Linked DNA regions of Bactrocera dorsalis: region 2 is linked to region 1. A link is a contact called in public Hi-C data. All regions are on one chromosome and are shown on one strand. The core of a region is the stretch at or near the end of the contact, and the rest is flanking DNA. Distances in the headings are between cores, read along the strand shown.

Region 1 (6,004 bases), core at 528-3,027:
TTATTTTTTACAGTTAACTGGTTTTCTGATAATGTAAAGCAATACTTAACACGACTTGATAACAGTGCCGTTGATCTCGTAGTGGCATAATTTCGCCAAAGTCTTGTTCGGCCGCTGATCGTAGACCGTGCCGAGCAGTGTGTAGATCGTGTTGGGCCAATACATGAACTTCAGCATGCCGGTGTCGGGCGGCACGTGGATATTTTTGAAGACATACGTGCCCACCGACAAGGGACAGTCCAGGCTCATATTGCCACCACTCTTGGAGAGCAGCTGCTGTGCCACATTGCTGAAGACTCGTATGCGCTTCGCATACTTCCAAAACTCACATGTCTTATAGGTGGCGTTGTAGAGCGACTTCGGCGGTTCGATTTTGCCTAACTGATTGCGTTTGGTGTTCAATTGGAGCAATTGGAGGTGCCAGGTCGGCGTTGCGACTGCTTTCCGGACGTACGTCGCCGCGGTTAAAGTCATATTCTTCTGCCAGTTCATGACTAGTCGGTAATTGGGCGTGTCGGTGCTGCGAAAGCTCAGTATTTTCAGCTCGTAACAGTACTGTGGAGAGAAAAAATTGTCATTTACCCTCCGAAAATGCAGCAAAAAGTGTGTGTAATTAAAAACCGATCACCTGCCACGAGTAGCCGATAAGCATACAACAGATGAAAAGACACAGCACGTTGCATTGTAATCGTTGGTCCATTTATTACGACGAAACTACTGTATTATTGGAATTTTTTCGCTGCTGCACTTTAGCAAATGCTCTTCAATACCATTTGTCAGTAGTAGTTTTACACTTGTTTAAGTCATCGCCCACCTGCCACAGACAGACAAGCCTCTTCATTGGAACTCGTTGCGCTACGAAATTACTTGCCCTAATGACTTTTAAATGACATGGCTGAGTTGATGAGTGGTTTACTAATTGTTCCCAATTGTTTTGTCATTTCAATACCACAGCAACGGTAATAAATAAAAAATTATAAAAAATGTTTTAATTGTTTGGTTTACAATTCAATTGGGTTTATCTCCGTACACATTCATCATTTATCAATTTACCATAATTTTTTCACAAAAATGCAAGGAACACGTTTACCACAAACAAAATTTTGCCTACAGTGGCGGCAATGAAAATGGTGATGCTCAATTCATTTGACCTTAATGGGACTTTTTGAAATTTGAAACGCTCTATTCTGCCTGAACCTTCGCACTAAAAAGCTCTGGAGCGCAGAAGCAGTTGAAAAATGTGAAAGGGAAAGCGAACCCGACAATTTATTCAGAACTCTACCAAACTGAAGGTTTAATCGATTTTGAACATGGTTGCTGGGTCTGTAGGAAATTTTATTCGAAAAAACTTAAAATATTTAAGAAAGCAGTTATAAATATTTTTAAGGGACTTGCCATCCTTTTGTTTTTCCTACTTTAATTCAAATAAATAAAAGGTATGAAAGCCTTCATGTATGTAGCATATTAGCAACAGCATATCATTAAAAATTTAACCAAAGAAGTCCAAATTTTAAATTTATTTTTCAACACATTCGCCATAGCAGGCAACACAAATAATACAGCATGCATATTTTAATATCTTTTAATGTGCTGCACGCCGATTAATTGCTTTGAACAAATACGAGTATTAATTATCTCGATGCGTGATTTTCTTTTATTTTATTAACGCCAAACACACAATTATTTTTTCGCTTTCCGCTAATTAATCACATAAATTGAAATTCACTGCAAAATGAAAGCGATAAAAAGTAATCCGGAGCAAAACGGCCACATGTCCGCTTGTCACGTTTATGAATGAGCCGAACGCTCGGCACACATTCCGTTTCAATCCATTTGATTGATAGATAGGCAATAAAATATTTATTAAATAATTGAAATTATTATTGGGCATTGTGGCGGAATGGCGATGGAGACAACAAGCAAAGTGGCCATTTATGCAGACAATAAATAATTGAATGCATCCACTATTATTAAATAAAATGTTGAAAGGCAAATGGCCTGTTGGTTGCTGGGCATATATAACTATTTATGTGGAAGGGGAAAGTTGGGGCCGGCTGAATAAAATTTCGTTAAGGTTATAACTTTTGGCATATCAAATATTTTTATATTAATTGAGTGTGTTGAAATTTAAATATAGCATTAAATAGGAACTTTAGAAATGCCTCAACAGCAGCGATACTTATGTGGAAAGTTCTTTTGTAATGCATTGTGACAAAAACACACACGAAAATTATAATTAAATTCACCGGGTAGGGTAGGACTGTCTTTAATTACTATGCCAAATATGAGCACGTTTACAGCAGAGAGATGGGTAGAGAGCTCGACATCTTCCGACAGTCCGTTCGACTAATTTTGGTGGATAATTTGGGTATGAAACGCGTTCTTGCTCGACTTGATCCGATAAAGCTGAAATTTTTTCAAGAAGATTATCGTAAACAGGTCTCTTTGAACATGCTTGATCTTGCGAATACCGATCCCACATTCATGAAAGCATTATAGCTGCCGATGAGACATGGCATGCAAACAAGTCAAAACACACTCATTCGAATGGAATCCGTTTGCCCTCGATCGAAGAAATAAAACAAAATTCTTTGAAGGAGCTGAAGACTATCCCAAAAAGAGCTTGTAAAAAGTGTTTCGAGGACTGAAAAAATTGTTGGCTTATACTTATAGTGTATTACATCAGGTGAGGATTACCTAGAAGGGGACGAAATAAATATTTATGGATAATTAAATATTTTGCGTTTTATTTACAATTTCCGGGTGCTTTTTTGGCACAATGTAAACAGAACAATTAAGAATTTTATTTTTTGTATGATTTACCTAACTCGCGCTCTTAATAATAGAAAGATTTCCAAATACTTTCTGATTTTTCTTTTTATGGGTTTTTTTGCATTTTCTAAGAAAATTTACCATAGTAAAGTATATATACTATATAAAGTATAAGGAGAAAAACTAAATAAAAATACAGTGTGTTAGGTACACAAAAAAAAATAAATTTATACAGAATTTCGTGACAGAAAAGAATTATTCGTACAAGACAAAAATAAAAAAAACCCAAAATATTTCCCATAAATTTTGAGGTTATGTCAAGCCAGTCTGTAAGCAAAAGCAATAAGGGGTTTTCAATAGGGACGCTATAAAAGTAGACCGACATATTTGTTCTCGCTCTTTTGACATTTCTCTTCAGCAAGGTTTGCCATTTCATCATGGAAAGACATATGATCCAACAACGAGTCAACATTTTAAAAATTTACTACTAGAATTCGGAGTCAGCGGAATCAACTTTAAGAGCGGGTTTTTCAATAAGAACGCTTTAAATAAAATAGTTTGGGATATCAATGAAATTCCTTATTCCTGTGAAAGTACATTTGTACGTTCTCTAAAAGGCACCATTGTATCCCGAAAAAATTACAATTTGGTGCCGGCGGCGTCATTGGGCCGTACTTCTTCAGTGATGGTCAAGACCGGTACGTCTTACTTTTTGACCCGAATTGGATGATATGGACGTGGACAATATGTGGTTCCAACACGACGGCGCCACAAGTCACAACCGATTTATTGAAAACCAAATTTGGTGGAAGAAGAAGAAGTTATCTTTCGAAATGGCCCAGTAATTGGGCGCCCCGATCGTGCGATTTGACACCGTTAGACTATTTCCTGTACGATTACGTCAAGTCTATGAGCTATGCCAACAAGCCAGCGACGGTTGATGAACTTCGAACAAATATCGAACGTGAAATTGCAGCAGTATCCGATTTATGATTAAAAACCGCCGAAAATTTGGTTCAGCATCTGGACTTCTGCAAGCGTGCCTGTGGTGGCCAACCTCAGATCGCCCGTTTTCTATTTTTCTTCATTTCTGATGGGTTTCATCTTGAAAGTCTAACTTCTAACTTTTTAAAAACAGTGAAGTCTCTTGTTAATTTCCTCCAAATTGTATGAGTTCTCTTTCCAAACGTATAAGTATGAGGTTTCAGTCAAATAAAGTTAAAGTATATACTTGCTCTCAAATTGATAATCTATTTAATGCTTCAGATAATAAAAGCTATGCCACAAGTACGTAAAATCACACTCCTTTATTGCATAATTCAGTTTTACCATCGCTCCTGCGTATATTAAGACAAACATATGAATGTATATCTGTACGTATATAAAACATAAATATTGGTTTAATATTATCCACAATAGTTTCAACTCGTCGAGGTTTGTGGTTGCCAACAAAAGCAGCAACAACTACTAACCGAATCGGAACTAATATTCATGGTGAAACCGCAAATTAGCTTCCACTCTGACACTTAGCAGCATAGAATGGATTTGAAAATGTGAAAAGCAAAGGAGGATAAAATCAAAGAGGGGAAAATTGCTGCACAAAATAAAAGGAGCAACAAATGTTGTTGGAAGCATAGGAATGCTTCCCTGAATTTGTTTGAAAATAATAGTTTTGCGAGTGTGTAATTAAGTTAATGACAGCGAGAGCTTTTAACATGTTGGTTAGCACTTCTGCTTTTAACTACTTAGAAGGAAGCGTGTTGCGTATTAAGCGCGGTTTAGTCCTGCGACAACGTGAAGTCGTGCGATTCACCACTGGGTGTGGGTAATTGCGAATAATTGCTTTTAACGCCAACGTTCTACATTTCACCCCCACTAAAACAACAACAAATAACTAACGGTGAATTTTCCGGTAAATTTTCATTTTGCTGGCGAAACTAGTTTATGCCACATGCATTTGTATACACGTGTTTATATTTATGTACATATTCAATAATTGTATGAGCATGTGCGTGTGTGTGTGTGTTAAAATACACGAAATCCACGCCGCCAAGCGTTCAAACTAATTACAAAACTAGCAAACTTTTCAATGAACTCTTAGCCACAAACGAGAGCTTTACTAATGGCAACAATTTAGTGAGTTTTATTGCTATTTTCGCCATTTTGGATTTGCGCTAATGCATTTTTGAGAAACTGTGGTTTCGCTAAGATGGTGAGGAATAAAATAATTCAGTTAAAATGTGGACTTTGAATTTAAAATTTTGAAAAAATTTTATAAAAAAAATAAAAAAAATACTTTGTGTTTTTGATGTATTAGTTTTTTCATTTTTTTTTTTAAATTATATTTCTTTTACATTCAGCAGTGAAAAATTTCGTTTTAATACTTTGTATTTTCAATAAATATTTATATAACATACAGTATATACATATACATATTATGTATATATATGCTTATTTTATATTTGCCACATTAACTGGACTGGATCTGCTTAGTCTATGTACGTAATACTTTTGCTCCCTAGCGGCGGTAGTTGTTAGCCAACATTTATTTTTTATTTATTTTTTCTCGCATATTTAAAATTCAATTAAATTCCTGCAATTTTGCGGTCGAAACTAATTTTATTAGAGTTCCATAATTAATTGCCAGTAAACTCCTAACCTAAAAGCATTTATTTTTACCGAACCATAACTTCAACTCTGTCCGTATCGCACTCACCTCTTCAGTGCGCAGCGTGAGTTAGGTGTAAAAAGTTTGTCACTTTCCACCCGAAGCTCTCCATCCATCCGATTGTGCGTGCGCTCCGTTTCACTCCCGCCATTTTCATTGTTACAAAGCGCCTTGTTGCGCCTGCACGGTTGTTGTTGTTCACTTTGTCGTCGCATTTGCTGTGGAAGGAAAACTTTCTCCGCCATTTACAACCGGCGAGCGACATTGTTGTCCAAATATTGATTTAATTTGTTGGCAACTTTTCGTATTTACTACCAATTCTATGTAAATATTTATTCCGGCATTGTCATATCCTGTAACGGATACTTTTAGCAACAATAATAAAAGTTCCAGCGCCTCCTCCGCACCCTTTCGTTCTCTCTTTGCTACGCCTCAGTGGCGGTAAATGAAATCTACCGTTTGATGACGGTGTGTGCAATTATAAAACCGCTCATTTGCATATATGTGTGCATGTATTTACGTGTATGTGTGTGTGTATTTCACTGTCTGAAATTTCGAAATGGA
Region 2 (5,726 bases), core at 1,773-4,272, 36 kb after region 1:
CGTGCGATATCTTGAGTATATGAATCAGAATATCAGAGCTTATGGAGAGATAACCACAGAATGGGGTTCCTTAAAGGCATTTCGCCTTTGTGCATTTTCTTAAGCCCAAAAAGGGTGTATACCCGTTAAAGCTAACTAATTGTCAGGGGTTTTATGGTGCCGCATTTACTGAACTCACAATATTTTTGTTGGATTCATACCATCAGATCGAAAGCATGAGCTCAACCTAGTTCTTTTTTATTAACATTTTCTACAACTTTTTATGCGTGATTCGTGTCTCCGGATACAATGACTATGTGAAAAGCAGTTCGCAAGGACATAAAAATGTGCAAGCACTAATACAAGCACAATAACGGTAAATCACACAGTGATTGTGAAAAAACACAACAGAAATTATAACAACTGTTATGAAAATTATACTTTTGCCATTACAACATCCTCGATGTACAAATACAATATATGTATGTATGTAGGTATGTACGTGTGAACTCCAATGACTGTGTATTTGCCATTTGACCGGGTGACATGCCACATTGCACACCCCTCCGCATACATCCACACGGGCACGCTATTGGAACGGCACGTGTTGCATGTAAATCTCTTTTATAAATACATATTTGCATACTTTTAGGCGTAATGTGTGTGAAAATTGGCGGATATTCGTGCAAACGTTGAAACGAGTAACGAGTATAATCAAAACCGAAAAGTAGCACGATGCCGATGCTGACGACCAGCAGGGTGGCGGCAAAAACAATACCGTTAACGGACTGCTGTCGTAATAATCATAAATTTCACATGTAAATCCCTTTTGACATATGATCAGCATATTTGCACTGGAGCACCTGCCAGCACACAAACACAGCGACCACACACACACACAGACAACTACAAATGCTCTTATGTGCAAAAAATAAATATTTGTGTTGTTGTTTTAGCCCGTGGACAGTTGTTTGCGACGGTATTGCAAAACAGAAAAAACAATAAAAACTTTGCCTGTCACTCATTTTGGACACTTTTCAGTGTTAATCCGCTTAAACCGACGCCTACACCTCCGACAACGACATACACACACGCACACAAACGCATGCGAGCACATATTAGCTTATGGATTATTTAAAATATTTATTTTTATGTCGGAGGGGGAGATGGGTTGGACTGCTGAGTAAGTTGTTTTTGGCCTTTTACAGTAATTGAAAGATATTACGTTTGCAGGTAATGAATTATGGGATTAGTTAAAAATAAAAAAATTAAAAAAAAAATTAAATATAAAAGATAATGTTATTTAATTTCAATAATGAAAAGAAGAACAAATAAAACAACAATACATAAATTAAAAAACCTTTGAATTGATTTAACGTAGTCCATACCGTCCATTTCAAGCTCCACAGTATTCGGTTCGCCCACTCTTTGCGAGTGCTTATCTCAGTAATAATTGCCAGCAAGCACCGTTGACCACTTCCGTTCCAATTGCCAGCCTTGCATGTGGCGTTTTAACATGTTCTTTACACACATCACACGCTCATATCTAATTGCATGTCCACACACCGCCTGCACCACGCCCCTCAATCACCGGCCTGCATATCCGTTCTAGATTTCAAAATGTGTTTAAAATTATTTTATTTAGCTTTGTTTCTATTTTAAGCGCAGCACGCAGCTGAGTCCACAATTTTATAGTTATTGTTTTTGTGCTTGTACGGTTGTATGAGTGTTTGCATGCAATCGCGTCGTAAATTAAAGCAAATTATAAGTGTACAACAGCAGCACCGTGCGCCATTTAATAACCTCAACATTTTCTCTTTCACTTTTCTCTCTCTCCAAACCCTCCGCTCCGCGCGTTTGCGGATAATGAATGGTAATTATTCGCGCTTTTCGCCCGCCAACAGGTGCGTTCCGCTTCGTTTGATGAAATGCAATTAGAGGCGCAACGCGTCTCGTCTCACCTGCTCAAGCAACAGTCCTCGTCATCGACGGATGAACGCTCGCTGGACACGGGTCTGCTGCAGGTGCCGCAAGCCACGCACACGCAACGCTCACATTCCTTCGACTCGGCGGCGGCTTCTGCGGGCAGCGATGACTCGGGCACATTCTTGGAAGTGCCACGCCGTAACAAGGCGCGTCGGAGTTCGTCAACGAAAACGCCACCACCGTGTGTGCACTGTATGTACTTGGAGGAATATTTGAAGCAGCAGAAGTCAGAACAGCGTTTCATGCCGGGCGATAGGCGCGAATCGATATCGCTGTCATACGGTTACAGCAGTTCTGACGACGATACAGACATCGATGGTGTGAGTGTGACGGCGGACGATGAGGTGGTGGAGGAGGACGATGAGGAGGATGCCGCCACTGGTGATGGCACCGAAACTGGTGGTGGTTCATATGAATACGATGATGCGGCACTGGAGATGGACATCCGACTGGGTGGTTTGAGCACGGGCAGCAGCATTGAGGAGTCACGTGCACGTCTGCCACGTCAAATGCGTCGGCATACTATTGGCAGCTCAGTGACCACATCGGAAGATGAAGGACTGGAAGAATCCGAACATGATTCGCCACACTTTGGTAATACGTTGCTGCCACCTTTGCCGACGACACCATGCGGCATCACATTTACACTGTCGCCCACAAACGGCGATTGCCCGCCCTTTCCATATGCTTTCCCCATCGATCCCGGCTCGCCACCACCTTCACCATCCATTTCGCTGTCCGTATGCGACAGTCCGATGATGGAATTGCCACCACCTCCGCCGATCTCACCACTTGAACTATTGCCTCATTCACCCATCTTTGATTTGCCATTGCCGCCACCACCTGGTTTTAGCAGCCGTTTGAGCGCAGCGGATGCAGATGATGCTGCTGCAGTGCCGCCCTCACCGACCGCCATGCGTCCACGTCGGCGCTCCATCTCACGACAAGAAGCGATTTTCGTTGAGCCAACAGGCAATTCGCTGGAGAATGTATCGCAGGGCGAGGATCTTAAGTCGTCCGTGGAGGCAGTGGATTCGGTGGATGAGGCGTCCACAGTGGCTACTTGTGGCTCGCCGACAGCAGCTAAACATGCGCTGGTTGTACGTGATATTTATTTAACTGTACCTGATTTGAAGCGCGACCGTGCCGCCTCGGTGGACTCGTGCTTTTCGAAAATGTCGTCGGCCGGCAAAACGGAGGAGCTGCAGCCCAGCGAGGATGGCTGTTTTCTCACCGTGCCGAATATAAATGCGACCCGTTCGCGATCTGTGGACATTGTGCTGCCGACCGACGAGCAGGCACGCTACAAGGCCCTCGCCATGACGGGCGCTTGCCGAGATGGGTATGTAATGCTCTTAACTTCTTGTTAATTATTGAGTTTGTTGGCTGACAACTTGAAGTTTTTGTTTGTTTATTCCTTTAATATATTCCCTATCGACTGAATTAGAAATTTGTATTAGAAGAGTGTGATTCGAAATATATTTAATATCATATACATAGTTACAAATATATTTAGTTCTAAAACCACTAAGTTTCTGAAAGAAACGACTTTCGACTTGGTCCTATTATTAACCAATCCAAAATAAACGATCTGCAAATTTATACTATATAGAGCAATAGCGTTTGTGAGGTAGGTAAACGGCAGCTGAGAGATCGCAACTTCTTCTTAGAAGCTTGATGGGATCGTTCAGTGCAACTAAACTTTCGTATTTTTTAAAACGGAAACTGGCTATTTTAATCATTTATATTAACCATTTAATATTAAACCAAAATTCCTAGAGGGATATTTTTCTCTCTTTATACATTTAGATTCATTTTAACCTAACAACTCATTACGTTAGGCCTTTTGGCTCACCCTAGTATGTGCATAAGTTTTGTCTAAGCTAAATGTTTTATAAATTATGAGAAAAAGATTTGCATAAATTTCACTTACACTCGTTTACCCAAAACCCTTCATTTTGTAATATATTTAAACTGACCCTACTTGACCCTTTTTATCGCCACACCGCACAACATTTTTCTGTTTTGTTTCGTTTGGCTTATGCTGACGTTTGACACTGAGCGAAATGTTTGTGTTGATTTGTTGGTAAGCTTTCCATTTGCATAGGTTCCGTTATAAATTGTGAGTGGCTGTGCTCATATTTTTGTGATTTCTTTTTTTGCTTTGTTTTTGTGCCACAAAAGCCGGATTAGGGCATTAGTTCAACAAATACAGTAGGCAGGTTGGTACTCTTTGTTTAGGGGGTTATAATAGAAATTATAAAGGTTTGCACCGCCGGGTTCACCCTTTTGGACCAACATTATTAGGTCACCTATGACTTTGCTGCGATTAAAATTTAAAAAAACGTCTTTGTAGATGTGTTTTGGTATGGTACTAAGGCTTAGGAATAACAGTTTTGATTAGCTCATATTTGAATCCGTTATACATACATATGTGGTACTTTAAATCACTATACCGATGCATTACTAAAATTATTTTATAATTTAAAATTTTTTGCAGTAAAGTAAAATATTGGGTAGTCAAAAATGTCTTTTCGTATTTTGTCAATAGATGTCGTTGCGGTCGTATATGTATCTCCAGTACTATCAATCACATTGTGTCATACCATATAGCGTTGGAATAGCGATATTTTAAGCTTCATTTAACCAAAAAATAAATTAAATTCGGAGAATTTGAAAAAAAGCTACAGCTGTTCAAAAATTAGTGAAAATAATGAATAAATTCGCCATATTTTGAAATTTTTTATATAAAAAAGAGAAAAATGCCACGCAAGCCACCAAAGAAATTTGTTAAGTTTAAAAAATGGTTCGCTCGCTCCGTTCTGGAAATTTCGATGTGAAAGATGCCCCTCGCTCTGGTCGACCTATCGTGCCTATCGTGGAAAAAGTCGATGAAGTTATGGAAAAGATTGACTAGGGCCGTCACACAAGTAGCCATGACATCACTAAGGAACTTAACGTTCTCCCATTTAAAAAAGACTACAAAAATAAGCTCGATGTTTGGGTACCACATGAATTGTCTGTGAAGAATTTAATGGACCGAATTAACACATGTGATTCTTTACTGAAACTAAATGAAATCGAACCATTTCTGAAGCCAATGGTAACAGGAGACAAAAAGTGCATCAAATACGTCAATAATGTGATAAAAAGATAATGGTCCAAGCGTGGTGAAGCTGAGTGTTGGTGGGATTGGAAAGGAATCATTCACTATGAGCTTCTCCAGCCTGGTCGAACGATTGAACAAACGAAAAAAACGGACAGAACTAATCAACAGAAAGGGCCTCGTCTTCCATTAACTGGGAGAGCTTGGCTGGGAAGTTTTGATACATCCATCTTATAGCCCTGACCTTGCACCATCGAACTACCATTTGTTTCGATCAATGCAGAACTCCCTTAACGGAGTAAAGTTGACTGCGAAAATTACTTGTCGCATTTTTTCGGCGAGAAACCAGAAAAGTTTAACACAGGAATAATGTCTCTGGCGGAAAAATGGCAAAAAGTGGTCGACCGAAATGATTGGTTCATTTAAGTTCATTATAAATAGAGAAAAAAATAATTTGAAGCTTGATTAGAAATACGAAAAGACTTTTTTGATTACCCTATAAATAAAAGGCAAGAATGAAGGCCAAGTATTAGTAGGTGAGAAGAGCAATGTATCATCTCAAAGACCTAATTGCCAGACTGTTTATACACTAAAGTGTGGTGTAATTGCTTTCTCGCAATCGAACCTCTTTTAATACCTGGAAGAGTACACACAC

Evidence for each region. A called contact is a pair of places that touch in the nucleus more often than the background predicts.
Region 2: a contact with region 1 is called in a Hi-C map of whole body, with 1.9 times the contacts expected there. The contact joins the enhancer-like site here to the promoter of LOC105225569 in region 1. A contact is called at or near these places in 2 of 2 Hi-C or Micro-C datasets (both in whole body).

The regions. Positions count from the first base shown.
Region 1 is chr4:72,216,120-72,222,123 of ASM2337382v1, forward strand. It overlaps LOC105225569, which reads right to left and starts at 1,778. Exons shown (of 3, transcript XM_011204097.4): 1 at 1,679-1,778; 2 at 629-915; 3 at 1-555. The coding sequence starts at 700. The coding sequence ends at 46. The region is part of intron 2 of LOC105225548 (eye-specific diacylglycerol kinase); the gene reads left to right.
Region 2 is chr4:72,251,284-72,257,009 of ASM2337382v1, forward strand. LOC105225548 (eye-specific diacylglycerol kinase) reads left to right here. Exons shown (of 19, transcript XM_049455791.1): 4 at 1,884-3,307. Among protein-coding and RNA genes, the nearest start is that of LOC125778420, 31 kb to the right of the region's middle. Within about 2 kb of position 3,023, the one cell type or tissue checked has open chromatin away from gene starts, as enhancers often do.